Regions from separate parts of the Bombyx mori genome. Here region 1 is linked to region 2. A link is a contact called in public Hi-C data. All regions are on one chromosome and are shown on one strand. Each heading gives the region's core, a stretch centred on a gene start, on an enhancer-like site or on the middle of the called end of the contact. The rest is flanking DNA. Distances are from core to core; before and after follow the strand shown.

The links. A called contact is a pair of places that touch in the nucleus more often than the background predicts.
Region 1: a contact with region 2 is called in a Hi-C map of whole pupa, with 2.7 times the contacts expected there. The contact joins the enhancer-like site here to the promoter of LOC101741055 in region 2. A contact is called at or near these places in 4 of 7 Hi-C or Micro-C datasets (an unstated tissue and whole pupa).

Annotation. Positions count from the first base shown.
Region 1 is chr15:11,368,044-11,373,749 of ASM3026992v2, reverse strand. The region is part of intron 1 of LOC134200218 (a long non-coding RNA gene); the gene reads left to right. Among protein-coding and RNA genes, the nearest start is that of LOC119629539, 5.4 kb to the left of the region's middle. Within about 2 kb of position 2,484, at least 2 of the 8 cell types and tissues checked have open chromatin away from gene starts, as enhancers often do.
Region 2 is chr15:11,326,681-11,332,245 of ASM3026992v2, reverse strand. It overlaps LOC101741055 (follicle cell protein 3C-1), which reads right to left and starts at 1,716. Exons shown (of 4, transcript XM_004924583.5): 1 at 1,398-1,716; 2 at 527-707; 3 at 100-279. The coding sequence starts at 661. It overlaps LOC101741201 (armadillo repeat-containing protein 7), which reads right to left. Exons shown (of 3, transcript XM_004924584.5): 3 at 3,746-5,565.

The sequences.
Region 1 (5,706 bases), core at 1,235-3,734, 41 kb before region 2:
GAGATACATGAATTCGATTTACCGGATATCTTGTCTAGTTATATGTGTGTTTTGTTTACCATTTCGTATCGCTTTTGCGGGGATTTCATCCATGTTCTCAAGCTGTGTGAAGCTGACGAAGTACGAGATCCATATGTTTCATTTGCAGAATAAAAAGAAGCTCTTCCGAATACTACGATTATGAAAGCTAGCTCCGTATTATATAACCCACGAAATTAGCTTCGTTCTTGTTCTCAAATGTTTCCTTTCTTTTAGATTTTTTTTCTCTACCGAATCCTTGGTAGCCTAAGGGCTAAGGGGCTATTCCAACTTCAACGGACCGGTAGGTGAGCTCACGGGCTCATCCTGAGGGAATTGCCAACACTGGCCTTAGCAAGAGCAGCGTTTCGCTGAATCTACAACCGGAACGAAAGACTTACTGGGAGATTTCTCTCATTACCGAGGAACACGACTCTCTTGAATGAATGAATAAATGAATGAATGAAAATTCTTTATTGCATAAAAATATTGTACAAAGGCGAACTTAACGCCATGCAGGCGTTCTCTTCCAGTTAACCCTCGTTGATGAAGTGAATGATTCAAGAAGCGCGTAGCTGTGATGAAGTTAATACATGGCGATAATTTAAAGAATTACAGTAGATATGAGTAAAATGAACATAGGCTATAAATTACATTGCCAAAACAAATACATAGATACATACACACAAATACATACATACATGCATTGATGCAGTTTATGACTGTTCCTCTCTATAAACTCTATGCAGGTGTTATTGGTATTTCAGAGAAGATTTTTGTCAGCTTACCGTCAAGTCCGTCAACATAGAATAGGTGGAGCGCGTATTGTTTAATATATTGATGTATTTCTATATTTCACCGAAAGCGTGATAAAAATTCGGTGGTCAAATTTACAATTTCATACGTGCCTCAATAAATATTTCGGTATCAACTGTTTATAACATCTTTGTAATGATCAACACGAAATTTTAGTAAAATATTTGTCAATAGCAATTGTTATGATATGATTTCCACGTAATCTAATATTTGGAGCGATCATTGCGCGCAGGCCGCACGGCCCATCACCGTCACACGTGCTTTTGATTCGAGAGGATTCGGATTCGATTTTATTTATTTATTCCTTAGATGTGTTGACGACTTAAAATCGTGCTAAGTAGTTACTAGAGTCCATAGACATCTACAACCTTGACCACCACACACCTTGAGACATGAGTTCGAAAGTCTCCATTCCTCCTCCTCTCTTCAGCACAGCGGTTTCCCCACCCTTCAAACCGAAACGCATTACTGCTTCAGTGAAAGTGAATCGTGAACATTTGCTAGGTACGTATTTCACTAGAAAAATTGGTACTTGCCTGCGGGATTCGAACACCCTTGCATCGCTGGATATGCTTGCACCTAGACACGTCCTGACGGATCCATCAGATCCAATAACCTTTGCATTAGACGCCTTCAGCTCTAACACTAGGAGCAGACTTAGGGACCCCGGTAACCGTGCTCGTCGAACTCGTCAAAGACTTCGTCGTGCAACCTAACCCATGCATCAGCCTGCTGAGTTTCTCGCCGGATATTCTCAGCGGGTCGCGATTCTGATCCGGTAGTAGATTCATTCGCGAAGCAGCTGCTCTTGAGTTGACAGATCTCCTTCGAAGGTGTTCCTGGTTGAGCCTTTGCTCGCCCACCTATCCTGGTGAAATTGAAAAGGCCTCCGGGCCACCAGTAATCCTTCAATCCTAAAAAAAAGTAGACATAGTATGTCCATGGTGTCTGTAACATGAGACACCCTGGAAGGATAGAATCCCGCAACCCGAGTTGCGCAGTGGCCCTAAAGTACATGAATTAATTTCAGAACTCGCTGTTATCTATGAGTTGGTCATCATTTATCATATTTATTTAAACTTAAATCCTACTGAATTCATTAATAGTAAAATTTGCACCAATAACTGATTCACAAATTAAAATAATGTTTAAATTCAATAGTGGTGTTTAGTATTGCAAATAAACTTAAATCACATCAGTGCAATTACGCTATAGTCTCAGCGACGGCAAACTCACTCATTAATCAGTATTTAATATTTAAACGACATTATTATTTAGAATGTTTATAATCTACGAAATTGACAATACTAAATTTTAGCAAAAAGTAACATAATGTACCTAATCCATAGACCTTTAAAGTAACTTCAGTGACCTAATCAAGCAATAAGTAAACAGATTACGATTTTGTTTAACGCTGTGACTTTCCCCAGAATATTATTTTATTATTCGGTGTTATGTTGTGAAATCTTCTTTGCAATCGTAATGGCTGTTTGTGCAAAGCCCTTTAACGAGCATTTTACGATTCGGCAAAACGAGCAAAGGCTTATAATGTAAACAGACAAAGTACAAGCCTACAAAACATCTAGGTAGTTAACAAGTAAATAGAAATAATCTCTGCCACCACCATCGCGAGACCTTGAATGGCGACGCCTACATACCATAAGTAATGATTCACACGAGAGCTCAAACGGCGTGACGTTCAAGTGAAGCTAAATAATAAAATAAATCTAGTTTTGATTTAAAAAACTCGATAATTAGATTTTGAATGATATGATTTTAGTGTTTTTTTTATAACTAATCTGGATATTTAATAATAGATGGTGAATAATTCAATTTAAAAAATAAAACATTTCGGCTTCAAATCCTTGAGTTAAATACTTGATAGAAAAAGAATGAAAAAACCTAATGGAGAAATAAAACTTAAAATTATCGAATACTCTAATTAAATTTCAATATAAATCAACATCAAGAAGGAATAAAGTATTTTATATGACGGGTCTTTACGATAATCTTCGTCGTCTACCCGTGTCTTCTGTCTGTCTGTCATCTGTTCTGTCATACTCTACATACCCGATCCTGTAGACCGAATGGTGGTAAATAGTCGACGTCGCCCAAAACACGTCATTCCGAAACCTCCCGATCCATTAACGGTGCTTTTAGGTACCACAAGCACCGGTCACCGTCGTCGTCGAACCCATCACTTGCGACGAAGGGCTCGACGAGCGAATTAACCCATAGACACAGCCCACTGAGTTTCTCGCCGGATCTTCTCAGGGGATCGCGCTTCTGATTCGATGGTAGATTCTGCGGAGCACTGCTCTTGCTAGGGTCAGTCCTAGCATCACTACGGTTTGAGCCCCGTGAGCTTACTAGTTAAGGTTACGCTGAAATAGCCTCTCAAGGCTATCAGCTTAGGTAAGAAAAAAAAAGCTCTGTCATCTTTGTGACATTTAATTTTTGAATAGTTGATTTACACACAAAATGCTTAATGTTATGTTGATCTGCCGCGTCAATTGAGTTCTGATGTAAACGTATCTTTAGCGGCCTAGCACAACCTGCGCTTCACTAACAGCCGACTAAATAAGGTAGACACGCCATACGTTCGAGATCAGACGATCTAGTAAGCACGCGATTTGAATTCTCAATATTGTTATATTAAGACGGCACTTAAGTGAAGGCTATCTATCACTAACATGCTTAATGTGGAAGATCATACCACATAAGCACGGATACGCTTAGTAACTATGACGGTTAAGATTCACATATCCGAGAAAAAGTTTTGTGATTGGACGTTACTGAAAGAGAAATTTCTATGAATTTTATTGCCTTTTCCGTGAAAAGGGAACGCCTGTTTGAAATAATACATATAAAAAGGAAATCACAGTCAAGAAATACGAAAAGCATGGGTTTCATTACACATTGATTGGCATTCCATAATTCTTGTATATTCATCGCCATTGATGGATGAACATTGACTCTGTAGATTTAGGAAAATGATTTGTTATAATACCACTGACAAATAGATGTCTATTTATATTACCACAATTATTTTTATGATCTGTTTACAAACTGCTCTTTTTGTTTTCCTCATACGAAATCGAAAGCTACCACTGAAGATTTATATCAAAGAATCAGATATACATAAATACAATTCGCAATGGCTAAGTAATTTCCAAATTTATTATGACGCACCCTACTTAATTATTACAACGAGCAAATAAATTACATATAAAACGCAAATAGAATTAAAAAGTAAACGTATTTTGAAAACATAATATTTAAAGATCTTTAACCAGTAAGAACAATGCGGTACGATCTTATCTTAAAACTCTATTATTCCGACTTCCCAAGCAAAGTTGCGCTGAATTAACTACGAAGCGAGAATTAACGCCGGATTTGTGTTAAGTTACGGTATTATACGCTCACAAAATTAAAAAGAAAGGGGCATAGGATTGTTAAAAGTTGCATTTAATGTTAGAGCCATTATGTAAAACTGTTCGTTGCTTTTTTATTTTACTGTTGTCTGTCTGGTGATTGTAAATGATTTTTGGTGCTCGCCGAGCCTATTATTCAATGGTTATCGCCTTTAGTGCAAAATGTCAACGAACTGCGGATATATTATATTTTTCCTGTTTTTACAATATTTTGAGTGTTGTGGGGTTGCGTGGGACTTTACTGTCCTTCTCTATATGCCACAGAAGCAACCATGTGTTTTTTATTTGAAGGGTACGTTTTATCAATGTAATTATATAATGTTTTATCAACTTGATGCCTCTGGTTTGCCGTTAAAATAATAAAAAAAGCGCTTAATTGACCGGTCCCCTGGCATTAATGTTGTCCATGATGAATACATACACGGATGAGCCTTATGCTTTTCTGACCACAAAGGGATTAAAAGTAAAACGAAATAATATGGTCAAATTATTTAATATAATTATTAGAACAGCAAGATTATATCAAAAATTTAAAATTAATTCGAAATGAAAATTGAGGTCTGTCCAACAAAAAAAAAATTAAAGTCACTGACCGCTTACTAAATCCTGGAAGACGGAAGTCGAAAGAGCCGTTTAGAGATTAAGGCTACATTGACATTGTATTAGTTAATTTAGAACAGATTTTATAGAAGTTACATCAGAAAACAGCAAACAAGACTTTACTGCAAATAAAAAGAACACGCGCTTGTGTTGTTTTTGTGAATAAATATTGGTAAAAGATCGGCTACGAGGAATAAGATAATCTTTTCGTATTGTGAGATGTGGAGTGCTACGGACGCTACGTTTAGCCCAAGTTATACGAAGCATCTGTCCGAAAAATGTCTCTATCTCTCTCTAACGCGCTTGAAGATGTAGTTTCCAGCAGTTTGCGGAGAAGGTCTCATAGGTGAGCGCAGAGTGTTTTGGCTTCCGAAAACATGCCGGTGCGGTCTATGCATCTGAGTTTAGCCGGCTGGCATTATAACGTATTTTTATCGTTGAACCATTCAAAAACGAAATCTGTTTGCAGAATATTTTTGATGTCTATTCTCAATTCTTCTAAATTTTTTTATTGCTTAGATGGGAGGACGAGCTCACAGCCCACCTGGTGTTAAGTGGTTATTAGAGCCCATAGGCATCTACAACGTAAATGCCGCCACCCACCTTGAGATACGAGTTCTAAGTTTTCAGTATAGTTACAACGGCTGCTCCACCCTTCAAACCGAAACTCATTACTGGCATTCACGGCAGAAATAAACCTCTAGTTACCAAATATATGAAAAGTTTTTTCCGTAACTCATAAAACGATCATTGTTCACTGGAAATTTGCTCCTGACTGTGGTGAACATGAACACGGTTTTCGTATTTACGATCATTTTAGTACAGTTGTTAAGAAAAA
Region 2 (5,565 bases), core at 467-2,966:
TTCAAGTTAATTAGAAATCAGTGACACTTAGTTGAAGGAATCGAGAAATACGTTTTGCGAGTTCAAGGGTTCGAATTTTAGAATACTTTTAGAACTTACTACATCAAGGCACGTACTGATACAATGCTTGAAGCCACCCGAGCCACAGGGTAGACTGGGTGAATCAGTATCATAAGTGACGACAGGCTCTCCTTGAGGTGGGCCCCGAGGTCTACCGCGTCGACCTTCTTTGACGCCCACTTGCTGGGACATGAACACCCCACACTGACACGGCTCGACCTGTGAAAATCAAATAAGTATCTCAGAAAGTAATAAACAAAATAATTTTTTTACGAAACGGCCGTAATACCTAAAATACTTGGGTAAACTATCACTTCAATCTGATTTTCTACAGTTGCGTTTTGAAGGCTTTGCGTAAGTGTATAGTTACATGACGGTGCCTATTTCGCATCAAGGCCACATGCTCATAAATCGTGATGATTAAAAAAGGAAAACATAAAAATTTCATGTAACGAATAGAACATACATCATCGTACTCTTCGTCGAATTCTTCGGTGGATTTCTCTTCTTCTATGTCATGTCTCTTGAGTTTCCTTCTAGCTTCAGTCATCACCAAACACAAACACGCAGCCAGAATTACCAGACCCTTGCCACTTTGCATTTTTTCGAGACACTTAAATGTTTTTTTTTTACGTAAAATTTAAAGTCTGTAAATAAATGTAATAATGAGTAAAAATTCAAAGTTCTTCTTTTACAACTAGGATATATTTGTTTTCAATTTTTTTTTATTAAATAGGAAATAGGAAATATAAGAGAAAACATTATTATGGGAAAACATTGTGGTGCAAAAAGTATATAAATCCATAGCACACTGTGTGATATATCTTGTGAATACTCTTGTGCTTCATAATACAATAGTGTAAGATTGCTGTAATTATTAAGCAATTTACATAATTATTGCACTCATTGATCCCCAACTACGTAGTAGCTGATGTGATTAATTTGCGTACAAAAAATAATGAGGATTGAAAATGCTATCTAATAATTTCTAGACTATGAATAGAGAAACACGGTTACACACTTTATTTATATACATAAATTTACAAAATTAAGTCTATAATTTCATTACTATTACTCGTAATACTAGTAAAATGTTAAAATTTGAAATCACTAACATATGTGGCTAATTTTTGTGTAGGTATTTAGTTTTGTGTTTTTGGGATGGACGGTTTCACCTTCACCTGACATGATTGAATTTAATATTGTTATTCGCTTTGTCCAATCCTCAATCGTTCGTCATGTATAGTTTTTATATGCTATTAAGCTATCTTAATATAGGAAAAAAAAATCAGAATCCCCACAGAGCAGGATGAGAGCAACAACAAAAAACTACTCACAAATTTCTCAAGAATAAATCAACCTTGGTTACGGGCTTCTCACATCACAATATAACCTTTTCGGTTTTCTATAAAATGTGACCGTACAAAATGGTTTTCTTTTTATATGAAATAGAATCGTGATACATTCGATTAAAGTTGTTCATAAATAGACACTGTCAGCGATTTTCTGTAAGAACATCCAAACGTGCCCCGATTGTGCGAAATTAATTTATTATTGAATAATGAAGAATGCGATCTACGTGACGATAATATTAAGAGTATCATTTAATTAATATTAATCGTTACAATTTAATTTAAGCCTAATAGTTGTGTTTTCGTCAAAATAATTTGAACTAGCAATTAGGTACCCTCAAAAGTTGTTGACTTTAACATATTTAAAAATCAAACATACTCGTAAATTTTCTGGTGAATTTAAAATATGAATACTTATCAAATAATGTACCTTCAATTAATAGTTTTTGTATAGCTAAAATCGCCGTATTTTTGCATCATAGCGATTACACATTTCGTATTGGGCGCTAAGGGTTTCGTAATGACTTAATTTCGATATAATGGAGAAAGATTACTGGTGGTAGGACGTCTTGTGAGTCCTGACGGGTAGATGCCACCACCCTGCTTATTTCTGTCGTGAAGCAATAATGCGTTTCGATTCGAAGGGAGGAGCCGCCGTTATTTTTTTCCCTTACCTATGCTAATAGGCTTGAGAGGCTATTTCAACTTCACCTTTACGTGTAGGTGAGCTCACGGGGCCAAAACCGGAAGTGTTGCTAACACTGGCCCTGGCAAGAGCAGTGCTTCGCAGAATCTACCACCGGATCAGACACGCGACCCGCTGAGAAGATCTGGCGAGAAACTCAGTGGGCTGTGTCTATGGGCTAATTTACTCGACGAGCCCTTCGTCGCAAGCGACGGGTTCGGCGAGGACGGTGACCGATGCTTGAGGTACCTAAAAGCACCGTTAATGGATCCGGAGGATCCATAATGACGTGCTTAGGGCGACGTCGACTGTTTACCGTTCGGTCCACAGGATCGGGTATGGTAACCGTTGTAATGTAAAAACTGAGACATATCTCAAGGTGGGTGGCGGAATTTACGTACTAAATGTCCGTTTACGTTCTAAATGTCATGTCTACGGGCTCCAGTAATAACTTAACACCAGGTCAACCGTGAGCTCATCAACCAATCTAAGCAATAAAAAAATGAATGTGGCCAAAAGGTTTAATTCCACAGACGCAGTAAGTGATGACTGAAAATTCTCTCGGGCTTTAGATGCCCTCATATAGATTTCGAAGCAGGCAGCGGGCACTGAAATCATCAAGTTTCGGTAATGTATTCGAAATACGGCGAGAATTTCAAGGTATATGCATGGGATCCTCAAGGCATTTCGGTACTAGCTAGCACTTACATAAGAGGAACATGGCAGATGACGCAACCTCTCGATTTTGCATAGAAAAGATAGAAACTAAACATTACATACCTACTTTATGATAATGACTGCCTAACAAAGACAAGAATTAACATCTTAGGCTATGATTACTCGGACTATTCTCTATACCCTTTATTATTTTTGCAGGATTCTTGACATCTTGGTAACAGTCTTAATTATGTCTCGGGCTCGCAAAAAACGAAGAAAACACTGCGCAAAATTCCCAAGGGATCCCAATTGATTTCGCGGACACTAATAACTAAGATAAAAATAGATTTCTGCGCCATTTCCAAAAAATAAACCTTAGTTTATGGTCGAATTTCAAAAACATGCTACAGGAAAATCAACGGATCTTATAAGAAGTCTACTCGGCTCTTGATAAGACGATACGATTCTCACAACCTATCTATATTAATATAATTCTAACCTATGAACTTATATTTCACTTAATCTTATCTCTTAACCTCTTTGCTAACCCGCAAAATTATAATTTGCGTAATTACTGGTGGTAGGACCTCTTGTGAGTCCACGCGGGTAGGTACCACCGCCCTGCCTATTTCTGCCGTGAAGCAGTAACGCGTTTCGGTTTGAAGGGTGGGGCAGCCGTTGTAACTATACTGAGATGAGCTCGTCCACCCATCTAAGCAATAAAAACAAAAAAAAATCTTAGAACTTATATCTCAAGGTGGGTGGCGCATTTACGTTATAGATGTCCATGGGCTCCAGTAACCACTTAACACCAGGTGGGCTGTGAGCTCATCCCCCCATCAAAGCAATAAAAAAAAAACCTCCGATACGAGTGAACATCAAGAAGTCGGTCGTATATTTGTGAACTAAATAAAATAGCACGAGCACATGTCGTACAAAATCATAGCAAACGAAGAATCCTTTGTGGGGTAATGACAATAAAACACATACAAAGAGACAGTAAAGTTTAATAATAAAAACCTACGCTTATTATTGGGACTGTTATTGTACATCGAAAAGATACATCAAAACAAAACAATCACAATCTCAAATACTTTCTCGTAAGAGAACATAACAATGAAATATAACAAAACAATTTAACAAGCAACAAACTAGCAAATGTGACAACCATTTCTTTAGAAAATAATTTAGTTTCACTAAATTTTATCTTATTTTAGGTTCTACTGAGAGTCCACGCGGTTAGCAACCACCGCCCAGCATATATCTGCCGCCACGCAGTCACGTGTTCTAATTTGAAGGGATGAGACAAACGTTATATAATTGAGACAGTTGATCTTGTGTCATGGAGAGTGGCTGCATTCAGATTAGAATGACTATGGCTTCTATGGTAACCACAAAAATTAGAGGACATTCCAAGTACAGTCAAAATCTGTTATAACGACATCGAAGGGACTGCTCATATTCAGTCGTAAAAACCGATAGTCGTAACAACCGGTGATGTTTAATGTGTATCGCGCAAGTACAAACAAATCGATAGGGAATTATTGGAAAAATATATTTACATAATACGCGATTTTTCTTCAATATTAATTTGTTTTCTTTTTCTTTGCGACATTTTGAAAGTTTCACGAATAACTCCACAAAGTTTTGGTGCGTCTTGTGTATAGATAAGTAACAAACTAACTGAAGAGATATGAAGAAGCGGGCTTTGACTACCGCATGCACGTGTTTTGTTTCTAAGAATTAGAAAAGACCCTACACTAAACTAAATCCTATTGTTTTCTTTCCTGATTTTAAAAGCCATCGAAGACAAATGTGGATGCCTATTCAAATTGTTTACAATACAGCTTAGCCGGTCGTTCTAACAGATCTAATTCTCCGAAATATTAGTTAAATGTGGTCGTTTTATGAGGTATGTCGTTATTACCAATGTCGTAGAAAGCAATATTTTTAATAAGGCGGTCATATGGCATTCAGCCGGGACCTTTGTTCTTGGTTATTATAACCGGCATGTTGTATTAAACGATGTCGCAGTAAACGGTTTTGACTGTATTACTTTTTTTTGTATACCGTCTAACAGATCACCCCACGGCACCTGAAGTTGTAGTCTTAATCATATATGAATAGATACCGGTTTTTTTTTTCCGGGCCAGCTACCGAACCTTCTACAAGGTCCCCGCGCCTAGGGGGCACGCAGGGTGTTTGGGACTTGTTGACGATTTGCAAATGTTGGGAGCAGACCGCGGGCCCAAGGATTTTTTAGGGCCCTTCCACACTAATTGACTCCCCTGCACTCTTACACCCGACGTCCGATCTCAGTCTGGGGTCAGAACTCGGTCAGAGTAGACGGGTTCCAGCGGTCAACATTACAACCAGACTCGCGACGCCACCCCTAGGGCGCCTGACCGACGGGTCGTCGAGGCGATAGTCGACGACCAACGACGCCGGTCTCCGCAGTACTGCAAATATGAATACCAGCTACCTCAGCCCTTTAAGCGGAATTTTACACAACTGTACAGAGCTAGGCCTACACCTAATCAGCAATGACAAATACATTTTGAGAATTTCTATCCCAGAAACCGTAAACACTTTAGATACTAAATACATAGAAAATATCCAGGATCGACCACTGCATAACCGCATAACTGTCCTAGAAATGTTTCAACTATTAAGCTACGAACTATTTGCCTTTTCCATATACTACCTATATCTTATCTATCAAATAATATTTTTAAGCTAAGACATTTACCACCAGTTTATATGAAACCATTGGCTAGTGACAATTTAACATTTCTAATAGGCAAGCCGTGA